Linked DNA regions of Mus musculus: all the other regions are linked to region 3. Evidence: chromatin contacts called from public Hi-C and HiChIP or PLAC-seq data. All regions are on one chromosome and are shown on one strand. The core of a region is the stretch at or near the end of the contact, and the rest is flanking DNA. Distances in the headings are between cores, read along the strand shown. Region 1 overlaps Mia2 (MIA SH3 domain ER export factor 2). Region 2 has its middle 24 kb from the start of Fbxo33. Region 3 holds the start of Mia2 (MIA SH3 domain ER export factor 2).

What was found. A called contact is a pair of places that touch in the nucleus more often than the background predicts. HiChIP or PLAC-seq counts read pairs in DNA pulled down with a chosen protein or histone mark.
Region 1: an H3K27ac HiChIP or PLAC-seq map of embryonic stem cells shows a contact between it and region 3, with 5 read pairs. The contact joins the enhancer-like site here to the promoter of Mia2 in region 3. A contact is called at or near these places in 1 of 39 promoter capture datasets (macrophages), 3 of 115 datasets of contacts at active chromatin or transcription factors (embryonic stem cells, intestinal crypt epithelium and intestinal villus epithelium) and 3 of 9 other capture datasets (adipose tissue, liver and pancreatic islet).
Region 2: a contact with region 3 is called in a Hi-C map of liver, with 3 times the contacts expected there. The contact joins the enhancer-like site here to the promoter of Mia2 in region 3. A contact is called at or near these places in 3 of 39 promoter capture datasets (embryonic stem cells, macrophages and neutrophils), 2 of 484 Hi-C or Micro-C datasets (liver and nephron progenitors) and 3 of 9 other capture datasets (adipose tissue, liver and pancreatic islet).

Annotation. Positions count from the first base shown.
Region 1 is chr12:59,170,878-59,174,421 of GRCm38.p6, reverse strand. Mia2 (MIA SH3 domain ER export factor 2) reads right to left here. Exons shown (of 30, transcript NM_001368839.1): 22 at 3,430-3,465; 23 at 1,830-1,897; 24 at 234-316. Among named protein-coding and RNA genes, the nearest start is that of Gm24233, 39 kb to the right of the region's middle. Within about 2 kb of position 1,346, at least 5 of the 459 cell types and tissues checked have an H3K27ac peak or open chromatin away from gene starts, as enhancers often do. A contact at or near this core is called in embryonic stem cells, where this site is marked.
Region 2 is chr12:59,193,617-59,197,392 of GRCm38.p6, reverse strand. No RefSeq gene overlaps it. Among named protein-coding and RNA genes, the nearest start is that of Fbxo33, 24 kb to the left of the region's middle. Within about 2 kb of position 2,447, at least 21 of the 459 cell types and tissues checked have an H3K27ac peak or open chromatin away from gene starts, as enhancers often do. A contact at or near this core is called in liver, where this site is marked.
Region 3 is chr12:59,093,666-59,097,292 of GRCm38.p6, reverse strand. It overlaps Mia2 (MIA SH3 domain ER export factor 2), which reads right to left and starts at 1,702. Exons shown (of 30, transcript NM_001368839.1): 1 at 1,379-1,702. The coding sequence starts at 1,493. It also overlaps the pseudogene Rpl21-ps3.

The DNA.
Region 1 (3,544 bases), core at 97-2,596, 77 kb before region 3:
GAGATCTACTGAAAAGGGGAGGTACCAATCATTTTCATTATTGTTAGCAAAACAAAACCCAGAAACTTAAGATTTAATGAAATAGTTTCAAATAGAAAGCTGGCTACAAATTACAAAGTACTGTTAACTGAAAATGTTAACTTACACTAATGTACACTATATATGCTATATATATATATATTAAAGATATATAATATGTATTTCAAACAAGGGGTTTAAAAAAAAAAGACTACCTCTGCCAAATGCTGTGTTTGGAACATCAAGTGCATAAGGATCTTTTTCTAAAAGTTCAAATTTAAACTCTGTTTCAGTTAATCTGCAAATAAAGAACAAACATCTCTAGTTACTCATCCAAAAGAAACACATTTTAACCAAAGGCCTCTTCCAAACCAGCTGCTCTCACAAACTCAACATCTGCAGAGAGAGAGGGCCTCACGTGCTCTGCCCAGATGCCTGCCACAACCGCACACTGACTTGGGGTGACTGGCTTCTTGTCGGAGCACTGACCTTTGGAACTATTGGCTCTTTAAAATTAGACTGGTAGCGATAGCTCAAAGAGTCTACATTCTAAAGTAGGAGAACCATTCAAGATGAACCAATGCAAATATATCATTTTATAACAAAGGAAACTGAGGCGGGGAGTTTAACTGACCCATTGTAAATGAAAAGGCCACACTGCAGCACAGAACCCCGCCCCTGAGTTACCTATACTGCCCTTGGGAAATTGGAAATCCCATTAAGTGACTCTACTACTTTATTTCTAAACTTTGTATCTTTAAATGTCATATTTTTAAACAAATGTTATTAGTACCTGAACCTTACACCTAGAATAATACAACTGTCTGACTTTAATTTCTGAGTTACAAGCCAGCAGGTGCTAGTTTTTACTGATGCTGTAAGTACAGTTGGCAGGCCAGCCCAACACTCACTGCTGCCAGCCTGAGAAGAGCATTTACCTGTCCCTTTTATTCTTTCTTTCACTGTTCCTTCTGTACAACATTGACTCCCAACAACAGCAACCCGCGGGCTGAGACAATAAGCACTTTATCCTCCCACAGTGAAGAACAAGAAGTTCTAAGCTTCACTGTGCGGGAGAGACACACCCTCTCTTTCACACACTCTCTTTTCTGTCCACTCATACTGGTTTAATTTTTTTTATCAGATATTTCCTTTACTTACATTTTAAACATTATCTCCTTTCTCGGTCGCTCCCACCTCCAAAAACCTCTTATTCCATCCCCTCCTCCCCCTGCTTCTGTGAGGGTGCTCCCCCACCCACCCCTGCCTCCTTGCCCTGGCATTCCCCTATACTGGGGCATCAAGCCTTCACAGGACCAAGGGCCTCTCCTCCCGACAAGGCCCGCCTCTGCTACATGTGGGCTGGAGCCAGGGTTTCCTCCGTGTACTCTTTGGTTGGTGGTTTAGGCCCTGGGAGCTCTTTAATTTTTTTTTTTTTTCAAGACAGGGTTTCTCTGTGTAGCCCTGGCTGTCCTGGACCTCACTCTGTAGACCAGGCTGGCCTGGAACTCAGAAATCCGCCTGCCTCTGCCTCCCAAGTGCTGGGATTAAAGGCGTGCGCCACCACCGCCCAGCAATTTAAGTTACACTTTTTACAGTGTAACTTGTAAAAGCTTCTTTAAAGTGCCACTGTAGTAGCCTAAAAAAGCATTTCAAACAAACAAAAAATAAATAAAACTTTTCACCTAGTAAAACTAGATATTTCATAAGAGATTCTGTGGGAACTACAATTTTTTATTTATTTTTATATAAATATTATATAATGAAGAAACTATTTCTAGCTTTTAAAGTATTCCCACAAAGACACTTACTTTTGTCTGTTGTGGGCATTTTCTTTTCTTAAATCATTGAGATTTCTTTCAAGAGTCCGAGCTGCCAGCTTGAAGAAAAATAATACACTTGAAATTTTATCTAAATAAACTTAAATCTAAGAGCAACAGAAATATCAGCATGATAGCATATAATATCATAACTGGAAATAGATATGAATCTGTATCTATTAAACTCAATGTAAAACATTTTAAATTTGGGGAAATAATTCAATAGAGGAATGAGTTTCATGCCAGTCAAAAGCATGAATCTGGACTCTAACAGGTACTTGTTAATGAATATTGCTGTCTAGATAAAAATCAGGGCCTAGAATTATTTGATGATGTACATATCCAATCATAAGAAGCATGCTGGCAGACAAGCTTAGGAAAGTCAATGGAAACACATGGTCATTATGTCCATAATTCTGGGAAACTACAAACACTTTCACAGAATGTCAACAGCGGTCATGTTTCTAATAACTAAATACAATCAATGTGTACCGCACATCTATTAAGTACAGAACAATGTACAAATACTATGTGTGTGTGTATATGTACGTGTGTGTGTGTTTGAGTGTGTGTGTGTGTGTGTGTGTGTGTGTGTGTGTGTGTGTGTGTGGTGTGTGTGTGTGTGGTGTGTGTGTGTGTTTGTTTTTCTGTGTTGGTAGTCTATTTATTAACAAAGGCTAAATATATGGTGTTCTACATACTTTTCAACCATTCTATGGACTCTACAGTTTAGCCACAGAATATATACAATATTAAATGGATCAAATGCAAAAAGTGGCTTACCATGCAAAGGTAGAAAAATAGCTAATAGTCTATAACCATCAACCACTCTACTTTCAATTTTGCTTTGACTTAAAACTGTAAAACATACATTAGAATTGACAGTAGCTAATGAACAAACTAAGCATTCACAGAAAACAAAGCTTAAATATATTTTAGTACTATCAACAAAGATTTTTATGTAAATTATTTTCCAATATGCAATCATAAAATCAATTTTGAACAAAAACGATTACACCAATAATGTTTCACCAATAACAACATTAGCCAGTAAAATGTAACAATTCACTGAACTGTTTTTAAATGTTATTTAGTTTTATAAGTGCACGTACTCTGGTTGATGTGACATAAGTGGAATTACTAGAATGATGATCCGTTTGCTGTGTGTGCATGCACATGAGTGGAGGTGTACCAAGGGAACAGAAGAGGGCATCGGATCTCCTGAAACTAACATTATGGGCACTTGTGAACCAGCTGACATGCTCTGAAAAACCAAATGTAGGTCAAGTCCTCAGAAGGGCAGCAGTGCTGAGCCATCTCTCCAAGCCCCAGGGTGCCATTAAAAGGAATTTATAATTTATGTGATTTTTATTACTAAGTGCATTCAGGAAGAAAACTACAAAGTGAAAGATAATCACTTCTCAGTGCATCCTGTGGTCTCTAATACTATTTTCATCACTGGTGAAATTAATGAAATTAATAAGAAGTGATCATTTTTAAAATACTGTCTGTAGTTTTCCTTAATCTAAAATGACTAGTATATTTTCTAAAAGGAATTTGACAAATTGCTTTAGGAGGACTTAAAACTTACCCAATTATCATGTGCTTTTTTTTCATGAGAAATAACCTAAAAAATAAAGTTATTAAAAAAATTTAAACAAATAAAAAAACATTCATTCCCACACTAAAATTTAGTGCACAAGCTA
Region 2 (3,776 bases), core at 1,198-3,697, 99 kb before region 3:
TGAAACTTTGCTCTATAAACCAGGCTGGCCTCCAACTCCTAGAGATCAGCTTGCCTCTGCCTCCCTGGGAATAAACCTGCTAAGATGAAAGGTGTGTGTACCCCCCCACCCCACCCCCACTCCTGGCCCCTTCCTGCCACTCTCAAAGCCTGCAATTATACCCCTAGTAATTGTAGTAGTAGTAGTAGTACCCCTAGTAGTAGTGAGAAGAGTACAGATTTCCCACTTATGTAAGTGTTAAACCACCTCTGTGTTCATATGCCAGTGTATTCCAAGTGTCCTGGAGTGCATTATCTGTGCCTGGTGTGGTTGTGTCAGTCTACTGAACCGCAAAGCAAGAGAATGGCTGTAGGGGTATTAACTTAGGACTACTACAGAGTAGCTGTGGAGGCAGAGTGGAAAACGTAAATAGACTAGGCTTACAATTTTATTCCAGTTTTAATAAGAAAAGTCATGGTTGGTATGCAGTCTACCTACTGTTAAGCAGCTGTAAAATTAGACCAGCAATACCTTGTAGTTATATTTCTGCAAGCTAAGAATTCTGCTCACCTGTGATGATGTATTGTTGAAGGTTGTTTTCCAGTACTGAATAAAATGGAGTTCTGTACTTTGTGAGCACTTTCTTACAGAGACTTGTAAACCAGATAGGTGGAAGCTATTTATCAAAGGTTAGCTGACCAAGTTTGTTAACATACTCGCTGACCGCTCTTGTATTAAATAAACTATTTTGGCACCTGTAGGTCATTATGTGACACGTTTCTCCAAAATAAGGAGATTAAATTCTTTTGACTTAGTGTAGTCCTTGGAAAAAATGTTAATAACTAAACTGTAATTTTTATTAAAATACCACATAGAAAAATGAGAGTTTCAGATTTCTAAGTTAATGCAAAAATAAAACATGCTCTTATGGACATTATTTGAACATGTAAAGTTAACACGTTTAGTAATTTCAGAAATAATCAAGAGGGGACTTAAATGCCGAATCAGCCAAATGGGAATAGGCAATTGCTTCTGATGGGATTTAATGATCCTGAGAAGGGAGTCTATGTCTGGTACTGAAAGCCCAGTCAGAAGTCTGGCCTGGGAACACAGAGACCACAGACACTCTCGCCACGGGAGGGAGTTCAAGTCTGGTGCAGTAAACATGGTTGAAATCCCAAAGCCTAGAAATCAGCTGTTATTCTGCTGAATGGACCTCTGCCATATGGACACCAGATTGCCTTCCAAATAGTTATGTTTCTATCCATAGGGGAGCAGTGCTGTCCTCTGCTTAGACAAGCTCCCGTTTGCCATGGGTAGCAGTAACTACAGAGACTCGTAACTTGTCAAAGTGGTAAATGCTCAACCATTTACTGTCTCCAGAACATGGCTGTTCTACCTAATCCTGACCTGAACTGAACTCACTACAGGAGGTAGGAGAACTTTTCAGAGCTGATGATATATAACACAGTATAAATTCAAATGAGACTACACAGCATGCCATCTGTTAGAGTAGTCATGAAGTTGCAGGTCACGTGCAGCGACATTATTTATAATCTGGTTCATTGGAGATTTTTTTTCTTCTTTTTTTTTTTTTTTTTTTTTTTTTGGTTTTTCGAGACAGGGTTTCTCTGTGTAGCCCTGGCTGTCCTGGAACTCACTCTGTAGACCAGGCTGGCCTCAAACTCAGAAATCTGCCTGCCTCTGCCTCCCAAGTGCTGGGATTAAAGGTGTGTACCACCACGCCCGGCTTTTTTTCTTTTCTTTCCTTTTTGGAGATTTTTTTTTACAGCCTTTCAGCACGGCGTTTTTGAGTATTAAGCAGTGTAATCTTGCTGTTTTCAGACGTTTCTGATATTCTGGCACGTTTCCCTGTTACCTTTGCCTCATGCTCATAGATCTAGCTGGAGAGATGAAGGGCCTTTCGTTCATGCTGACCTACATCCTCTTGAGCTTCAGTGTTGGTTCTATAAACCAAATTACAAAGACCTGCTTCCTAAATCTAAAACAAAAATGAAAACACCAGCTGCAACTGCTTTACGGAGTTATTTTGAAGAAGTATGAAACATCAGATGCAAAAATCAGTTTCTCCTAACATTCAGAGGCCTAGAGGGGTCAGGAATCCTGGTTACCACTCCAGCCTCATGTTACATAAGCATCTGTCCGACAGTTAACCAGTGCCCCGTGACCTCTGAGCTCTGATAGGAAGAGGGCAACTTCCAAGCACTGCTTACTATTTGAATACAAAACAAATTCTCTAAGAATAAACATCTATTTGCTTTAACCAAGATATCGGCTTCACAGGTATGTGCATGAAGGAGTGTTACCTCATTTTTAGTACACTTATAACCCTAAGATCCTCCTATATATCTTTTTTCCAAATACTTTCTGTTCCCCACCCCACCCCACCCCCAAAAAAACACAACAAACAAAACTAATCACAAGGCTAGAGACTTGACTCGGCACTTGAGCGCTCCCACTGCTCTTGTAGCAAACTCCAGTTTGATTTCCAGCACCCTTATCAGGTGGCTCACAAATGACTACAACTCCAGTTCCGGAGGATCCAACACCTTCTGGCCTCTGCTAGCACCTACACACTATGGTGCACGTAAATCCACTCAAACAGATGTACATACGTTTAAAAAAAGTAACAGAGTAACAGTACTATCAGTCACTGCATGCATTTAACCGTCCTCTAGATAAGAGCCTTAGCTCTCTGCCCAGGCACTTACCCATTTATACATTCAAATACTGCCAGAAAAGCAAGAGACAACCTTAGGCCTGCTGAAATTTAAATTTAAAATAAAATTAAATACTGGTGTTTGACATTATACAGACTAAATACTGTGTAGCCTGAAGACGTGGCACCTAAGCTGAGGAGGACTTACAAAGGGAAGCAGGGCGAGGCACAGCCCAGGAGTGACCAGCTTCTGGTAATACAGTTCATGCCACTACACACTGGAAAGCTTTGAAATTCTTACACAAAGAAATACTCCCATTTCTCAAACGAGGCTGAATCACATTTCTGTCTTACAAGAGCCCCCCCCCCTTCTTCCCCTCACTGTAACACACAGTAAGTTTATGTTCTTCAGAGCTTGTTTTAGGGGGGCTCTCAAATTTAAAACAAAAACCAAACCAAAAAAAGAGAGAAAGTTTTCTAACACTCCTAGCAAGTTCTGTGAAAATAGCTGAGAAAAAAATATATATGTGTGGTTTATGTTGTGAAAACAAAGCCTTAAGTTGTTTCTTAACTTACAGTTAAGAAAGCTTACAGTGAACCTGGAACTACTTCTGCAGATACAACAATTATCAACAAAGTTCACAAAACAACTCTATAGCTTCCTAACCCTATGTGCCGCAGGATATTTGGTTACACTGTGAACCCTGGGACTGTGTTCCTTACTAAGAAAATAACGTTTCTGGTTGTGCTGTATCTCAGCCCTTAGCACACACCTTTAATCCCTCTGGCTGGAATACAGACTCACCTTTGCACACATCTTTAATCCCAATGAAGTTAGTTAGTTTGTAAAAGGAAGCACCCATGTTTGAAAGTGATGTCTAAGTGGCAAGCAAAGTGATGAATCAGCGAAAGATTTGACAGAACAGGATATTCCCAACTTTCAAGAAAGGAGGGGCAACTTAAGAGAGAACAGCACAGAGAAATAAAGGGGGAGAAGGCTATTTTACTGGCAGGGTTTTACACAGACAGGTCGCAGGGGGAACAGGCTCCACACAGGTGAAGACAGAATGAGCCAGAGAATGAGAAGGAGCCAGAAGATTTTTAACAGATTGCCAGA
Region 3 (3,627 bases), core at 453-2,952:
AGAGGACCTGCATCCAATTCCCAGCACCCACATTGTGACTCATTGTCATTTGTGGCTCTAGTCTAGTCTAGTCAGAATGCTCTCTGGCCTCTGGGGCACCAGGCACACACCCAATGCCTTTACATGCGTGGAGGCATACACTAATACACACAAAACAGAGGTAAATAAATCATTAAATATACTTGCATGTCTTAGACATTTTTGTGTCACATATTGCATTTTAATTTACATTTTGCAAAATTAGACATAATTTTCATCTTGAAAAGATAGGAATTTTTTCAGGAACTCTAAGATGAGGATATCTTTTTTCCTGTTGTCCTTTTGAGACAAAGAACTCATTGTGTAGATCAAGCTGGCCTGGAACTAGAGCTCTGCCTACTTCTGCCTCCTGGTGCCATTATACTTGGCAGAATAAAATTATTTTGCAGTTATGTAGATACCAAAAAATTAAGTTCTTGGGGCTGGGGACATGACGAAGTGGTTAAGAGCCTCTAATCCTCTTGCAGACCCACGTTCAGTTCCCAGCACTATGTGGAAGCTCGTAACTGTCTGTAATTCAAGTTCCAGGGAATCCAATGCCCTCTTCTGGGTTCTATGAGCACTAGGCACATATGTGGTGTATGTATATGTATGTATGTGTGTGTATATATATATATATATATATATATACATACATGCAAAATACCCATATATATAAAATAAAAATAAACAAAGTAGAAATTAATGTCTCTTCATAGAGACTTAAGAAAGTTTCATATTAAATGTTATACATCATACACACACATTGAAACACTTATTTTAGCATTTTTACATAATAAACTGACACAAATGATTAGCATTTGATAAAATTTGGACATCTAAACAGTTTTCAAAATGATGGTTTGAAGTAAAAACATTTTGGGGGAAACTCATGAGAATCGGAAAGTTCTGATTGTGAAATAGAAACTAACCCATATGAGCTTCATCGACAGTGAGTTAACAAACTGCCCGATGGCTTTCCAAACAACTCAATTATCTTTAAAACAAAACAAAACAAAACAAAACAAAACAAAACAAAACAAAAATGGCTAAAAAGCTGGTTATTTAGTTTTTGACACACGAATTAATACTATCTCTACCATAGTTCTATCAGTGTAATTTTTGTCTTTATGCTTATGTTAACATATAAATTATTAAATTTATTAAATGTGTAAAATTTATAATTATGCTGCCACAAAATGCTTTGCTTCTAGAATTCCCTTTTTCGCCTGAAGCTATACTTTATAATTCAAATAGCCATCAATACTACTAACATTGACTTTTTGCCCCACAAGTTCACCGTGAGATTTAATGTGATTTTAGAACTCAGTGTAAGAGAGAATAAGAAAAGCGAACTTACTTTCACATTCCAAGTCACCACACTTCTTAAGGTGTGCCAGCAACTTTGTACCCTCCAGACACTTGGCCAGAGAAACAACCAAAAGAAGGATTCTTTGAACACTGACTTCCGCCATGCCTAAACAAGCCACCAAGGATCCTGGACAAGCGTTAGAATGTTAGGCGGCAGGCATGCCAGAAAAACAGCCCATGCGACGCTCCCTTCCGTAGCGCAAGAGGAAAAAGCTGTGTATTCTTCAATCCCTTCGTAGCTACATTTTCCCGATGGGGCGCTGGCCCAGCTTCAGAAATTAACACTCTCTGGTCTCAGTCTGCAGAGTCAGGTAGCCGGATGATACCGAAGGGCTTAATAATTAACAGGGGTTTTAGCCGGACCAATGTGTTATAAAGTAGCCCATGTGAAACTGACTCACTTAAAGGCACCCTGTGCTCGGTCTGACGGTTCTTAAGCCTCCAAAGAAGGTACCTCAATCTCTGCCACAGTCTTCAGGCAGATGAGTCAATGAGTACAAACCAAATATTTACTACATGCAGGTTCTACCTTCAAAAGAGAAGGTATAGAGCCAGAAAATAGCTCAGTTAATAAGTACTCTTATCATGAAGCCTGATAACCTGAGTTTAATATTACCCAGGACCCACTTGGTAAAAGGACAGACTTGATTCCAGAAGTGGCAGTCTGATCTACACTCATTCACACACACACACACACACACACACACACACACACACACACACACACTCACACCGACTGACAGAAAGGGTATATGTGTAAATGATAAATGTAATTTTAAAAGTTAAACGCATAATCAAAAATGAATTTATTGTTTTTGGGGGAAAAAACTTCAAATACATTAACCAGAAACAATTGCCATACCTGTGACATTAAAAAGAAGATGTATAGTTATATAAAAAGCATTATCAATTTATGTCAAAAGTATGATTTTGAAATATGATGAAATTATCAGAAAAGCTATTCCTTTGGGTATGTTAAAAAATCTTCAGTGTTGTTATGAAGTCACAGTTAGAATAATAGTTAAAACATAATAACTATTACTATGATCCACATATTATTTGAAGTGCCTAGATAATGTGAGTAGTTCTTGATGTGATCTCAACTTTACACCAGCTCTCTGGGACCGGTGACATTATCACCTTAATATTTGCACATAAGCCACAGTAGACACAGGCTAAGCTATCCAATATCATGAAGTGAGTGAAGAATAAATCTAAACGTAGGTGCTGTGGTAGAGCAACACACAAGCTACTGTGTGTTTTTAAGTCATCTCTTGTGAGAAAACAGAAATAGAGAGTTATTCCACACATTAAAAATTAAACGTGGCTTTCGGCCGCCGCAGCCATCTTCCAGTAACTCGCCAAAATGACGAACATAAAGGGAAAGAGGAGAGGCACCCGGTACATGTTCTCTAGGCCTTTTAGGAAACATGACGTTGTTCCTTTGGCCACATACATGCGAATCTACAAGAAGGGTGATATTGTAGACATCAAGGGAATGGGCACTGTTCAAAAAGGAATGCCCCATAAGTGCTACCGCGGCAAAACCGGAAGAGTCTACAATGTCACCCAGCATGCCGTGGGCATCATTGTAAACAAGCAAGTTAAGGGCAAAGTTCTGGCCAAGAGGATCAATGTGCGGATTGAGCACATCAAGCACTCAAAGAGCAGGGACAGCTTCCTGAAGTGGGTGAAGGAGAACGACCAGAAGAAAAAGGAAGCCAAAGAGAAGGGCACCTGGGGGCAGCTGAAGTGTCAGCCTGCACCACCCAGAGAAGCACACTTTGTGAGGACTAACGGAAAAGAGCCTGAGCTGTTGGAGCCCATTCCATACGAATTCATGGCCTAATGTACACAAAGAAATAAAATACCAGCACAAAAAAAAAAAAAAATTAAACGTGTATTTCTAAAAGTGGAGGGAAAGTGAGATGAGAAAATTCTGAAAATGTTTCCCTGAAGAGTGGAAATGTGATTTCAGGATGTATTCTCCTTTAGAGATTTCCTTAGTAAAAGCCAATAAGCATCTGTCATTTAAAAATAAGTTGTGAAAATCATTTTGTCATTTGAATGTTGCTATTGCTTTAAAAGGGTCAAAGTCCTATATTGGGAAATTCTGTTTAAGGGAACTAGATCTGAAGGTCCTTGGGTCCCAAGGTAGCACATTCCACTTCAGTGCCAGACAGAAATAAAACAAATATTCAACACACCTGTAAGCTAAAGTAAAGGAGCTTTGCTTTC